2 separate regions of the Xenopus laevis genome follow, and region 1 is linked to region 2. Evidence: chromatin contacts called from public Hi-C data. All regions are on one chromosome and are shown on one strand. The core of a region is the stretch at or near the end of the contact, and the rest is flanking DNA. Distances in the headings are between cores, read along the strand shown. Region 1 has its middle 3.8 kb from the start of aadat.L. Region 2 overlaps LOC108698938 (polypeptide N-acetylgalactosaminyltransferase-like 6).

Region 1 (6,297 bases), core at 2,367-4,866, 870 kb after region 2:
AAAGTAGATCACCAAGATAAGCTTACCATTAGGTCAACTTATCATTTGAAAAATCATTTGTGCAAAGTGCTATAACTTACTAGTGATTTTTTGACTGCATTCCCCTACAGAAGGAAGTAAGTAATTTTCAGTGAGCTTGTACTTAATGTAGCCTTAATTCTTACAGAAGTAGCTGGAGTAATATGTATGTATAATGTAAATGTGTGTGTGTAAAATTAATATAATATATCTCTCCTTATATATGGTGTGTAACACAAAACTATAGTTATTACAGATGACAACTGTATAAATTCCTTTATAGATTTATTAGTTCAATTTCAAAGGATTATAAATAATCCCTTATTCAGGTTTTATATGTATATCTACAGTATAGTTTCTGAAGAAATTAGCTGGTTTTGTCTTTAACAATGAAATTATGATACCTGAATAACTTATCAGTTTGGTCAGTGGAAATGAAACAGGTTTGCTGATTTGTATTAGAAAGGGCTTATGGGAAATGTTTTTGCAGGCTGTGGATACCAGTGGAGCCCAAGAAGGGAGGTTTGAACACTTAGGGGCCGATTCACTAAATTCGAGTGAAGGATTCGAAGTAAAAAAACTTCGAATTTCGAAGTATTTTTTGGGCTACTTCGACCATCGAATGGGCTACTTCTACCTTCGACTACGACTACGACTTCGAATCGAAGGATTCGAACTAAAAATCGGTCGACTATTCGACCATTCGATAGTCGAAGTACTGCCTCTTTAAAAAAAACTTCGACCCCCTACTTCGGCAGCTAAAAGCTACCGAAGTCAATGTTAGCCTATGGGGAAGGTCCCCATAGGCTTGCCTAAGTTTTTTTGATCGAAGGATATTCCTTCGATCGTTGGATTTAAATCCTTCGAATCGTTCGATTCGAAGGATTTAATTGTTCGATCGAAGGAATAATCCTTCGATCGTACGATGGTAGCATTTGCGCTAAATCCTTCGACTTCGATATTCGAAGTCGAAGGATTTTAGTTCCTAGTCGATATTCGACCCTTGATGAATCGGCCCCTAAGATTGTGGTGTGGAGATTGGTGACCGTGAACCTCAAAGGGTTGGTAAGTATATTGTATATTTTTGTTAAGTTAGTACTTTTTCCATAAATGGCTTCAGATGGTAATAACACTAAGGGAGAAAATGTCAGCATGTGGTTGATAAATTATATTAAAAATCAATGGGGAGCATTCATGGGATTCAATGAAATGTTGAAAAAAAATGAAAGAAAAGAAATGTGAAGGAATGATCATTCAGAAATTATTCTCTTATTTAAAACCGGCAGATATTGTTATAAGGAAAAGCATAATTATGTTAAGAAACAAGCTGACAGGTATGAGACTTCTCTGAGAGAGTCAATTGAAAAGATGTGTAAGTTAAGGTTGCATGCCATTACAACTGGTGAGGCATTGCTTGAGAAGGCTAAACTATGTGAACATGTAACAGAAGTGAATGATGAGAGAATACAGCATGTAGAGAAGGAGCTAGAGGAACATAAACATGCATTAAATATTGCCTTTGATAAAGTGGGTGAAAAATCGGACCTAATACAATTATGTCGTAAAAAACGGTGGGATAATTCGCCGCACATCACCAGGCTTCGCTGTGTAAAAAAACAGCTTAAAAACCAGTATAATTTCATTGTTTTTCATTGTAACTTCTACAGGAAGCAAAGTAATATAACGGCGGCAAATCTGAACGTAATATAAAGCACACCTTGATAAACTCGCAATTCCACAGCTTTTTACACCATTTTCTCAGCGAATTTCCTTTTACACAGCATAATAAAAATGCCCCTAAATGTATCTTTCTCCAGGAAAATTAAGCAAATGAAATAGAAATAGAAATATGAATTATGTGACAGAATAGCCACAATGATGACACAAATAATAACTGGTAATCCAGGTTTTGAATATGACAATTTAATTAATAGGGTAAATTTCTTGGAAGCTTTAGAAGGGGATGTTAGCGAAGGTGTATTATCAGTCACACCTGGCCCTATTGATTAAAAAAATACATATTGTTAGGGGCAGGTAGTTTGTGAAGAAAAAGGAGGAATGGAGAGGAAAGTTTTGCCGTTAATGCAGCCAGAATTTTTAGAGAAGAGGGACACCAGAGGAAACAGTGTCTTTTAGGGTTGCCACCTTTTCGTTTCCCCAACTATTGGCAGGGGCGGGCGACATCAGAGGCAGGGCCAGTGATGCCGGAGGTGAGCTTCATTACATTGGGGCCTGGACTGATGACGTGGCAATCAGCAATTGGCTGATTGCCATGTCATTAACTTTAACATCCTGTCTGGATTTCATAATTTTGAAATCCAGACAGGGAGTTCACCAGGATTTCCAGGTGAAAACCGGACAGGTGGAAATCCTAGTGTCTTCGTTTATTATACCATTATTCTTGATGTTATATGTAAGTCTGAAAGATTCATATTTACAAAAATAATGTTAAAGTGGACTTGTCAGCCAGACACATAAATCTGTATAATAAAAGATATTTTCAAATTAAATGAACATGAAATTCAATTTCTATTTTTTATTAAAGCATTCATAGCTGTTGTAAGCTCATTTAAAAATCTCAGCTGCTCAGAGACGGCCCAGACAATCACTTACACTTTCCATTCAGCACCTCCTAGATGTCACTGCGCTCCCCACATTCCCCCCCACATTCCCCCATTTAATTGTGTAGCCAGGGCATGGGGATGGACATCAGGTCCCCCATTCTGGTGCACAAACAAGATTCTGAGATGATGCAAGGCTTGTCTTAACAGTGTCCACAAAATGCCTCCTGCCTGCTTGCTGTAATTATTAATTCCCAGACTGAAGGAAGCAAGATTCAAATAATTTATATAGTGTAGTTAAAGTTCATTTTGCTTGACTAATGTGATAAAATAGGATTTTGAATCATTTTTTTGGTTGACAGGCCCCTTTAAAGATATAATGGGAGACTGAATAATCTTCATTGCAACATCATAATGCCCAAACCTGATCTTCCTTCTGAATGTGCTATGTGGACTTAAGGCCCCCATACATGGGCAGATATAAGCTGCTGACAGAAAAAGTTAGATCGAGGACCACATCAGTCCATTTTCTCTTCATTATGATCCGATTTTTGGGCCCTAGGGCCAGGGTCGAACTGGGACACCAGGAAAAAACCTGGTCAGCCCTGCCGGTCCAGACCCGCTGCCTGCCTGAACATGTCACTGCGGCCCTGAACATCCCTCTCCTGGGCTGGTCGCGGAAGACATAAGGTACATGCCCAGAGGAAGGCGGACTGGAGATTGTTGCGGCAGGGGGCCTAGAGGGGGCATTGTGGTAGAGGCAGGGGTTGGGGGGGCCTTGAGACAGCAGGTCCCCAAGTCCGACCCTACTTAGGGCCCACGATCGGATCAGCCCGATATCGCCCACCTCAATCTCCATATGTATGGCCAGCTTTATCAAGGAGGAATAGATCTACACAAAAGCACCAATATAATGGCTATTAACACAACAAAGGAGCCATGAAATACAATGCTACAGGAACTTTACCTTATTCAAAGAAGGCCCTTAAGGACCACAATGAAATGGAGGAATAGGGCCATGACAGGGCTAGGAAAGTGGGCCTGGAAGTTGAAGGTTGAAAGGGGTTGTGGAGAGTGTAGTCAGGCAGGAGATTGGCTAGAGGGTGCAGAAGGGGATAAGAAGGAAAAGCAGTTGGGGATTGGCGCCATTTTATGTTTTGATTGCAGGGACGCTCCGCCAATGAGGCGAGTCGAGGCACTCACCTCAGGCAATAGCGCCCCCCCTGGTTACCAGGGGCATCAAAAATGCCACTCCTGGTAACTAAGAGCAGAATTTCCAGTTTTCAACCTGGAAATTCAGCTCTTCTAGTGCAGAGTGCGCAACTGTGCAACCCCCCCCTACCCTGTCCTGGTCTGGAAAAGTGAGTGCCGTGGGGAGGGGGGCAGTAAAACGAAGTCTGCCTCAGGTGACAAAATGCACAGGCTCGCCCTGTTTGACTGTTAATTTATGTTTTAATAAAATTTGTCTCCAGCCTTTTCAATCCACTAAAGAAATGTTTGGCTGTGTGCTTGGTAAAAGGGGAGAGATGGTTAAAGGGCGGCGAGGATCCAAGACGAAACCCATGTCATGGGAACACAAGCTATCAGTCACAAATTCAATGGAATGTCCCTCCAGTAGCCAGAATATGGACAGTTTATTGAATAGATTGAAACTTTTCTATATAATGAAGTTTTCTATGTCTTTACCATTACTGCTTAATTTTTCATTATTTAGCATACCAGAGAGCTATTCAGAGACAATGAATTAAAAGTAAACTGTCTTTCAAAAGCATTTAAATTTGTTTTGGAAAGTTACACCCGGGTTCAATTTTAGAAGAGTATCAAGAAGGGATCTGGGTACTGACAATATCTCAGTACTCAAACATAAAAATGTGTCAAAGTTATGGTATGTGAATTGATAGGACGTCTATTCAGTGAATTCCTAAACCTAAGCATTTGCATACATTTTCTAAAACATGCAATTATGATCAAAATTACCAAGCCACCACATGTAGGGAAATCCAATATGGTGGTACTGACTATTCATTAATGGCCCTATTTTTCATAGGCCGGAACCTGTCTGCTTGGTTACATTTCTTGGAAAAAGTGTCTCCTGATCTTTACTTATACTTTTATATTCCTTTAATCCCCCTGTATTTTAGCCCATGTGTACATAGCCTTATTATTCACTAGATGGCACTGCAAAACCAATCATTATTAAACAACATTCTTCTCTGACCTTTAAAGGAGATGTAAACTTTTTAATTTCTCAATACCAAAACTTAAATGCAGCTACACTACATACCAGATGTATATGTAACCCTTTCAACACCCCTTCTGTCGGTGGACACTCCACATGTGGAGCTTACCTGATGGCACGAGACAAACCTGAGCAACTCTGCAGTGTTATTGGGAGAGACTGGGTACCTGGTACTTATTAGAGCAGTGCCTCCACCTAGTGGGATCCGGGAATGCACGTACGGGTGGCTCCACTAGGATACAATAATAATGCACACACAGTATTTGCTGCATAACTGTTTATCTAAAAGTAAATGAAAGGGGCAGCTAACGCAAATAGCAACATGTAACAATAGGGATCTTGCTAACTAACTTTGCAGGCGTGAACTCTCTCTCTAAGTTAGGGCTCAGCTCCACGGGTTTTTTTGCGACGGATCAGTGCGCAGCTACGAGACACAGGCAGCAGGTCGCATGCAATCACAATGACAAAATGTAATTGGACTCAGCGAAAAGTCGCAGGAAAAAACTACATTACATCTGATACGGAGACGACTGTCGTATGTGAACGCAGAAAGCAGCGTCTTCATCGGACAGGCTAACCGTGTAGTTTTTACCTGCAACTTTTCATTGAGTCCCACTATATTTTGAAGCCTGCGACTACATCTGACCTTGCGTTTCGTCTCTGTGCGCCATTCCGTCGAAAAATGCCTGTGGAATTCAGCCCTAAAAGAAGGACAGTCTGTTAACTCAGTCCCACAACACAGTCTATGAAATTTTCAAGCTCTCCTTTAGGACACCGTCACTTAAGGCTAGAACTCCACAACTCATCTGGAGCCGACACAAGAGCACTGCATTTTCATCCGACAGTCGGATAAATGTAGTTATTACCTGAGATTTCGCACGAGTTTTGACGCAAAGCGATGTGTCAGCTCCAGACGCGTCGTGGAGTTCTAGCCTTATCTGTGAATACTCACTCCAAAGTCTCTTTGGATGCTTCACACAAAAGAACCTTCAGACAAGTCCAGCACTTGCAACCCTGCAGTGCAACTACCAGCATTCCTCCCAACCGTCTCGTTTTTAGAGGGACAGTCCCTCTTTTGATAGCTCAACCTGCAGTCCCTCATTTGTAACAATTCAAGGGGCCGATTCACTAAGCTCGAGTGAAGGATTCGAATGAAAAATACTTCGAATTTCGAAAGTATTTTTTGGGTACTTCGACCATCGAATGGGCTACTTCGACTTCGATTCGAACGTTTCGAACGAAAAATCGTTCGACTATTCGACCATTCGATAGTCGAAGTACTTTCCCTTTAAAAAAAACTTCGACCCCCTACTTCGGCAGATAAAACCTACCGAAGTCAATGTTAGCTTATGGGGAAGGTCCCCATAGGCTTGCTAAACTTTTTTTGATCGAAGGATTTTCCTTCGATCGTTGGATTAAAATCCTTCGAATCGTTCGATTCGAAGGATTTAATCGTTCGATCGAACGAAAAATCCTTCG
Region 2 (5,787 bases), core at 3,262-5,761:
TTTTCTGACTGTATATATTCTGTGTTGGTTCTGACTGCTAAAACAAAAAAGTAGAGGCTAGCTGATTAAAGGAACTGAAAGAGAACTAACCTCTGCCAAATTGTTTCAAGAGTCAGAACCACAGAACTTTCCTAGAGCATAACTATGGGGGCAGGGATATGCACACGTATACAGTTTACATACAAACTGTACCACCAACAGCTGTTTCACACCAAATGCTTCAGTTACACGCCAAATTCAGGCATGGGATCCATTATCTGGAAACCCGTTATCCGGAAAGCTATGAATTATGTAAAGGTTGTCTCCCATAAACTCGATTTTATCCAAATAATAGAGATTTTTAAAAATGATTCCCCTTTTCTCCATAGTAATTAAACAGTACCTTGTACTTGATCCAAACTAAGATATAAGTAATTAAGTGATGAGCAAATTTTTTTGGATTCACGTTGAAATGACGCACTTTGTCATCTGCAAATGTTTCGCGAAACGGCGGCAGAAATCCGCAGCAAAAAATTTTGCTGCAACAAAAACCACAGGTCCCTGGCATTCTGGATAACAGGTCCCCATGCCTGTATCACATTTACTGCAATGTAGACACTGTTTTTTTGTATGATTTATAGACTATAGAGCCAATGTTTGTTCTGCTGCTGTTGCTAAATTTGCTTCTATGCACTATCACTCTCTTCTTTGGACTGCTATTATATAACTAAGCTATATTTTCTTCATGGCACAATAGATGATATAATGTCATTTAACAGTGGATCGCTGCATATCCCGCTGGTGCTATATGAGTAAATGAATATGAACTATACAATGCTGACAACATTTTAATTGATAAATATAAACAGATTTATAAACCAATTTGCATTGTAGATGTAATGAACATACATTTCACTTACATGGTGAATGGGTTATTACATTGGTTTATATTGGTGAATGCTTAGTTTATTTAATATTTATTTTATGGTTTAATTAAAACAGATATTGCTCAATCATGCACCTTATTCAGAGTGAGTGTATATTGCCTTTATTTTAATAATAAAGTCAAGGCATTCAAGGCCATGTGAGAGTGTTTAGGGTTTGTTTCTACTTCCTTTTTGCATGTAAACAGTAATAATTCCCTGGGGGAGAAGTTGATACATAACACATCACAGGGGAGAAAGGAAACAGAGGGCTTGACTAATAGAAAATTAATATTCCAAATAGAAGCAATAATACAGCATCAATGATATACGTTGCTATGCATATGACTACTGATTTTCAGTTCAAAAAAAGCTTTATCTCTATTCTGTCATTTCAATCGAATGATCTTTATGTGATGCCTTGTCACATCCCTCACTAAGCAGATAAATTTACTGCTCCGAATTATGGGTCAACCGTCTCCGACAGACTCCATTTTAATCAAATAGTTACGCATTTTTAAAAATGATTTCCTTTTCTCTGTAATAATAAAATAGTACCTTGAACTTGATTCCAACTAAGATGAATCATTCTTGGAGGCAAAAGCTCATTGGATTTATTTAATGTTTGTTTTCTTAGTAGACTTAAGGTAAGGAGATCCAAATTACACAAAGACCCCTTATCTGGAAAACCCCAGGTCCCAAGCATTCTGGATAACAGGTCCCATACCTGTATATCAGATAATGTACATTAGTTAAAGATGAAGTAATCTCCTATTTATAGCAGATACAAGATGTAGGGTTGATGTATAGTTTCTTAAGACCAGCCTCTAAGGTCTCTATATTTAAGATTGCTTGGTCTGGACATTACTTTTCTTTTAATGCTGTATTATATTGCAACTGTATTATTTCATGACTTAATACACATTTATGGCAAATGATAGATTATTAAAGGAACAAGGTTCTCTTTACCTCCTGTATTAGTTAGTATTTATGTGGAATTGATGTATTAGATATATACACCCTTCTTTTGTACAGTGCTGTAGAATGCATATTACTAATACAGTAATAACACTCATTTTACAGGCATATCAAGTCAAATGTTGTTTTTTCATTCTGTGGCCGGTAAAGGAATGGACTACTGTGCACAAAACAGACTAAGGCAACCAACCATATAATGAACAGTTGTGCAGTGATCAGCATTTTATTCCAGCAAGGGCAGTATCTACAAGCAATGTGTATGTTCTGTGTCTTTGTTGGTTACATATATGCTTCAAATACATATAGGAAGGTTATCTGGCTCCTGCTTTAAAGGAACAGTAACACCAAAAAGTGAAAGTGTTTTAAAGTATTGAAAATATAATGTACTATTGTTCTGCACTGGTACAACTTAATTGTTTGCTTCAGAAACCCTAAAATAGCTAATATAAATAAGCTGCTGTGTAGCCATGGGGGCAGCCATTCAAAGCTGAAGAAGGAGAAAAGGCTCAGGATACACAGCAGAGAACAGATAAGCTTTGTAACCTACAATGGAATTCTTCAGAACATTTTTGTTATTTACTGTTTATCCTGTGCTTGAATGTCTGCCCCCATGGTTACAGAGCAGCTTGATATATAAACTATCGTTGTATTTCTATAACAAACACACCAGTTTTACTAATAGAGGGCAACAGTACACTTTATTGTTATTCCTGTAAAAACTTTTTTTTGTTACTGTTCCTTTAACTGATGATGGTGTGTGTGAATGTGATAAAGGCATTGGGGGCAGATTTACTCAAGGACGAAGTGGCTAATGCTAGCATCAATTCACTAGCGTTACCGACTGCAGGGACATGGGCACAGGCGTCACTTCAATAGCGAAAGAGACAGACGCTAGCGGTCATTTGTACTCTAGTGCCAAGCGAATTTTCACTCTGGTGAATGGACATAACTGCGCAAATTCACTAATATGTGGATTTTACTGAACGTTACCTCTTTCGCCAGACTTGCTTTCACCAGCTCAGGCAAGGTGAAGCCTGCTGGAGTGCATAGATCTTCCTCAATCTTCTGTGTGACAGCCTGCAAAAGTCCTGAAAATATTTTTGGGTAACCTGCTTCCCCCATACATTTTCTAGCATATAACTATACAGTGGGCTCATGTGTAGGGCATTATAACAACTCTATTTTCTCTATTAGGGTTCCCTGGACTTGTGTATTGTAATGTATTTGCTGCAACAAATACGTCCATTCAACTTTAAATTTTCTGCCGTATGCAAAGTAACCTGAGCGCAAGACCTCTAGCAAATTTGCGATAGGCAGGAATGAACACTAGCGCAACTTCACTTTCAATTGCTCGCATTGCCGAAGTAATGCTAGTAAAACGCCGCCATCGTTCGTCGCCCACAACAAAACTCTGCATTCCAGTGAATTAGCGTTGTCTAAATCTGCCCCTTATATTGTAAGCTCCACTGGAGCAGAAACTGATGTTTAATCTCTTTAAAGTTCCATATGATTTATTGGTGATATATATATATATAGAAAGTAACTCGATGACATGCAGCGTAGCATAGGGAAGTAGGGGCATGACAGAGCCGTAGGTAGCCAAGCACCTCCTAGTTGCAGGTGCGGGATTAAGTAGTTCAAAGAGAGGGTCCTGGTAAGTGACGTAGGCGGTCTTAAAAGAAGGGGTCTAGTAGGTTCCTGCTTTCCACTCCATTTAGCAGCACACTAAAACACCCACTCACCCTCCCCTTTAGGCCTATTGCATTTAGCGGAGTGGGGTGGTTGAGTACAGGAACCAATAGGTGTGTTAGTACGGGAGTTGCAGGGTTAATTGGGTCCATGGAAGGCCTGGCACCTCAGGGGTAACAAAACACCCCAGGAAGTGAATTTGGTTGGGTAGTAGGTGAGTTCCAGGCTAGTATGGCAGCTGGCAGTACTGTTGCGTTGTGCAGTTATAGGGTTGTTACAGGTTATTGTTGTTCAGGAGCAGGACCTGACTGGCAATCTGTTGGTTCTGGCAAATGCCAGAGGGGCTGCTATAAGGTCCCATTGAAAGTCACTATTTAGTGGACTGGTGGGGGCTGTTTGGGCCTCTATTTGGGCTGATTGGGCCTCTGTGTACCTGAAATGCCAGGGCCTATTTTAATTCTCAGTCTGGACCTGTTCAGGAGATAATTGTTTGTTATACAAAATTACTTGTTAAGATTTGCTATGTTTATGACATGATATTATTGTTCATAGTGTGTGAACACTAAAATGTCACTTGTTATAATAAAATGTTCTGTGGCCTTTTCATCCAAAGGCACAAGTGTTGTGTAGGTTATTAAGGGGTTTTGGAGGAGGGGCGGGGGTAGTTAATTAGCTAGGGCTGGGCAAATACCAAAGTTGTCTCTGTCATGATTACAACATGCATGTTTAAAAATGTGATCCAGAAATGCACATGATACCACCAACAATAAAGGGAAATATGAATTGTATTCCCAATCAGGGTCGGACTGGGCCGGTGGGACACCGGGAAAAAACCCGGTGGGCCCGTCTCTTGTGGGCCCTGCCAACCCAGAATCGCACCCCCATCCATAATACGAAGGCTTCTTAATGCCAGAAAAGCATTGCGTGGCAGCGCATGCGCACACACTCGAAGCGCCAGCGCATGCATACACACGAGCTGCGCTGGAGCAGCACGGGGGTCGGAGGGGGCCATGGGGCAGCAGCCCCGGTGGGCCCCGGGCCCCCCAGTCCGACCCTGTTCACAATAAAGTATACTTAAATTCAGGGTTACTTCTGAACCTGTGACTGTACTCGTATAGGCAAGATACATGGACATCAACCGTATAAAGGAAAACTGTCAATGGTCATACATACAGTTAAGAGGATTCCATCACTGTATGAAGCTTTCATGATACATAAAGCTGCAGCAGGTATAAGAATGCTTGAAAGACAAATACTGCTTTAGAGACAGATGGATTATCAGCATACAGAATGCTGAGGAGACAATCTAGTCAAGGAACAGATGGACTCCCTATGTTAGCTTCTAATCAGGACAATTCCATACATATCTTCTTATGTTCTTCTTCTGTTCTAGCATGAAGGTCGCAATGTTGGAAAGTCAGTATAGCTTGCAATGTTCATTCTTATTCTGTACATGATCTGAATAAAGTACATTGAAATACAGAATGTTTACTATTTGTAAAGCCAATAAGCAAAGGATGTAAGTAACAATGGATGGTCTGACATTTTACAATAGACAGCCATTCCCAAAGGTCATTATGGGGGCTAGTGCCAGAATATGGGTTCATGTTAGGAAAGGGAATGATCATAAGCAAAAATAGTCATTGGATTCTAGTACTAAATATACGTATTAAAGTGCTAAAATATATATACAGGTATGTGACCTGTTATCCAGAATTCTCGGGACCTGGGGTTTTCTGGATAATGGATCTTTCTGCAATTTGGAACTTCATGCCTTACTTATGCTAGAAAATCACATAAACATTAAATAAACTCAACAGATTGATTTTGCCTCCAATAAGGAATAGTTATATCTTAGTTTGGATCAAGCACATGGTATTGTTTTATTATTACAGAGAAAAAGAGAATCATTTTTAAAACTGTTGATTATTCAGATAAAATGGAGTCTATGGCAGACGGCCTTTCCGTAATACAGAGCTTTCTGGATAAAAGGTTTCCAAAGAACGGATCCCATATCTGTATATGTAAAAGTTTATCTGTATATATTGTTGAAGTGTTGGAGATACCCTCATACCATAGCATATCCCAAACTGTTTGCAAAACTTCAATAATATACACAGATAAAAGATATATTTTATGCACTTTAATACATATCCCAGATATCAAGATAGCCTCATATCAGCACCAGAAAGCAAGTGTACTACTGCTCTAGCTGATA

Evidence for each region. Hi-C and Micro-C count contacts between places; a contact is called where the count stands out from the background.
Region 1: a Hi-C map of the XL177 cell line shows a contact between it and region 2, with 5 times the contacts expected there. The contact joins two enhancer-like sites. A contact is called at or near these places in 2 of 4 Hi-C or Micro-C datasets (the XL177 cell line and the XTC cell line).

Annotation. Positions count from the first base shown.
Region 1 is chr1L:52,659,300-52,665,596 of Xenopus_laevis_v10.1, forward strand. It overlaps a transcript of aadat.L not described here. Among protein-coding and RNA genes, the nearest start is that of aadat.L, 3.8 kb to the right of the region's middle. Within about 2 kb of position 3,617, at least 1 of the 7 cell types and tissues checked has an H3K27ac peak or open chromatin away from gene starts, as enhancers often do.
Region 2 is chr1L:51,791,155-51,796,941 of Xenopus_laevis_v10.1, forward strand. The region is part of intron 8 of LOC108698938 (polypeptide N-acetylgalactosaminyltransferase-like 6); the gene reads right to left. Among protein-coding and RNA genes, the nearest start is that of galnt7.L, 130 kb to the left of the region's middle. Within about 2 kb of position 4,512, at least 1 of the 7 cell types and tissues checked has an H3K27ac peak or open chromatin away from gene starts, as enhancers often do.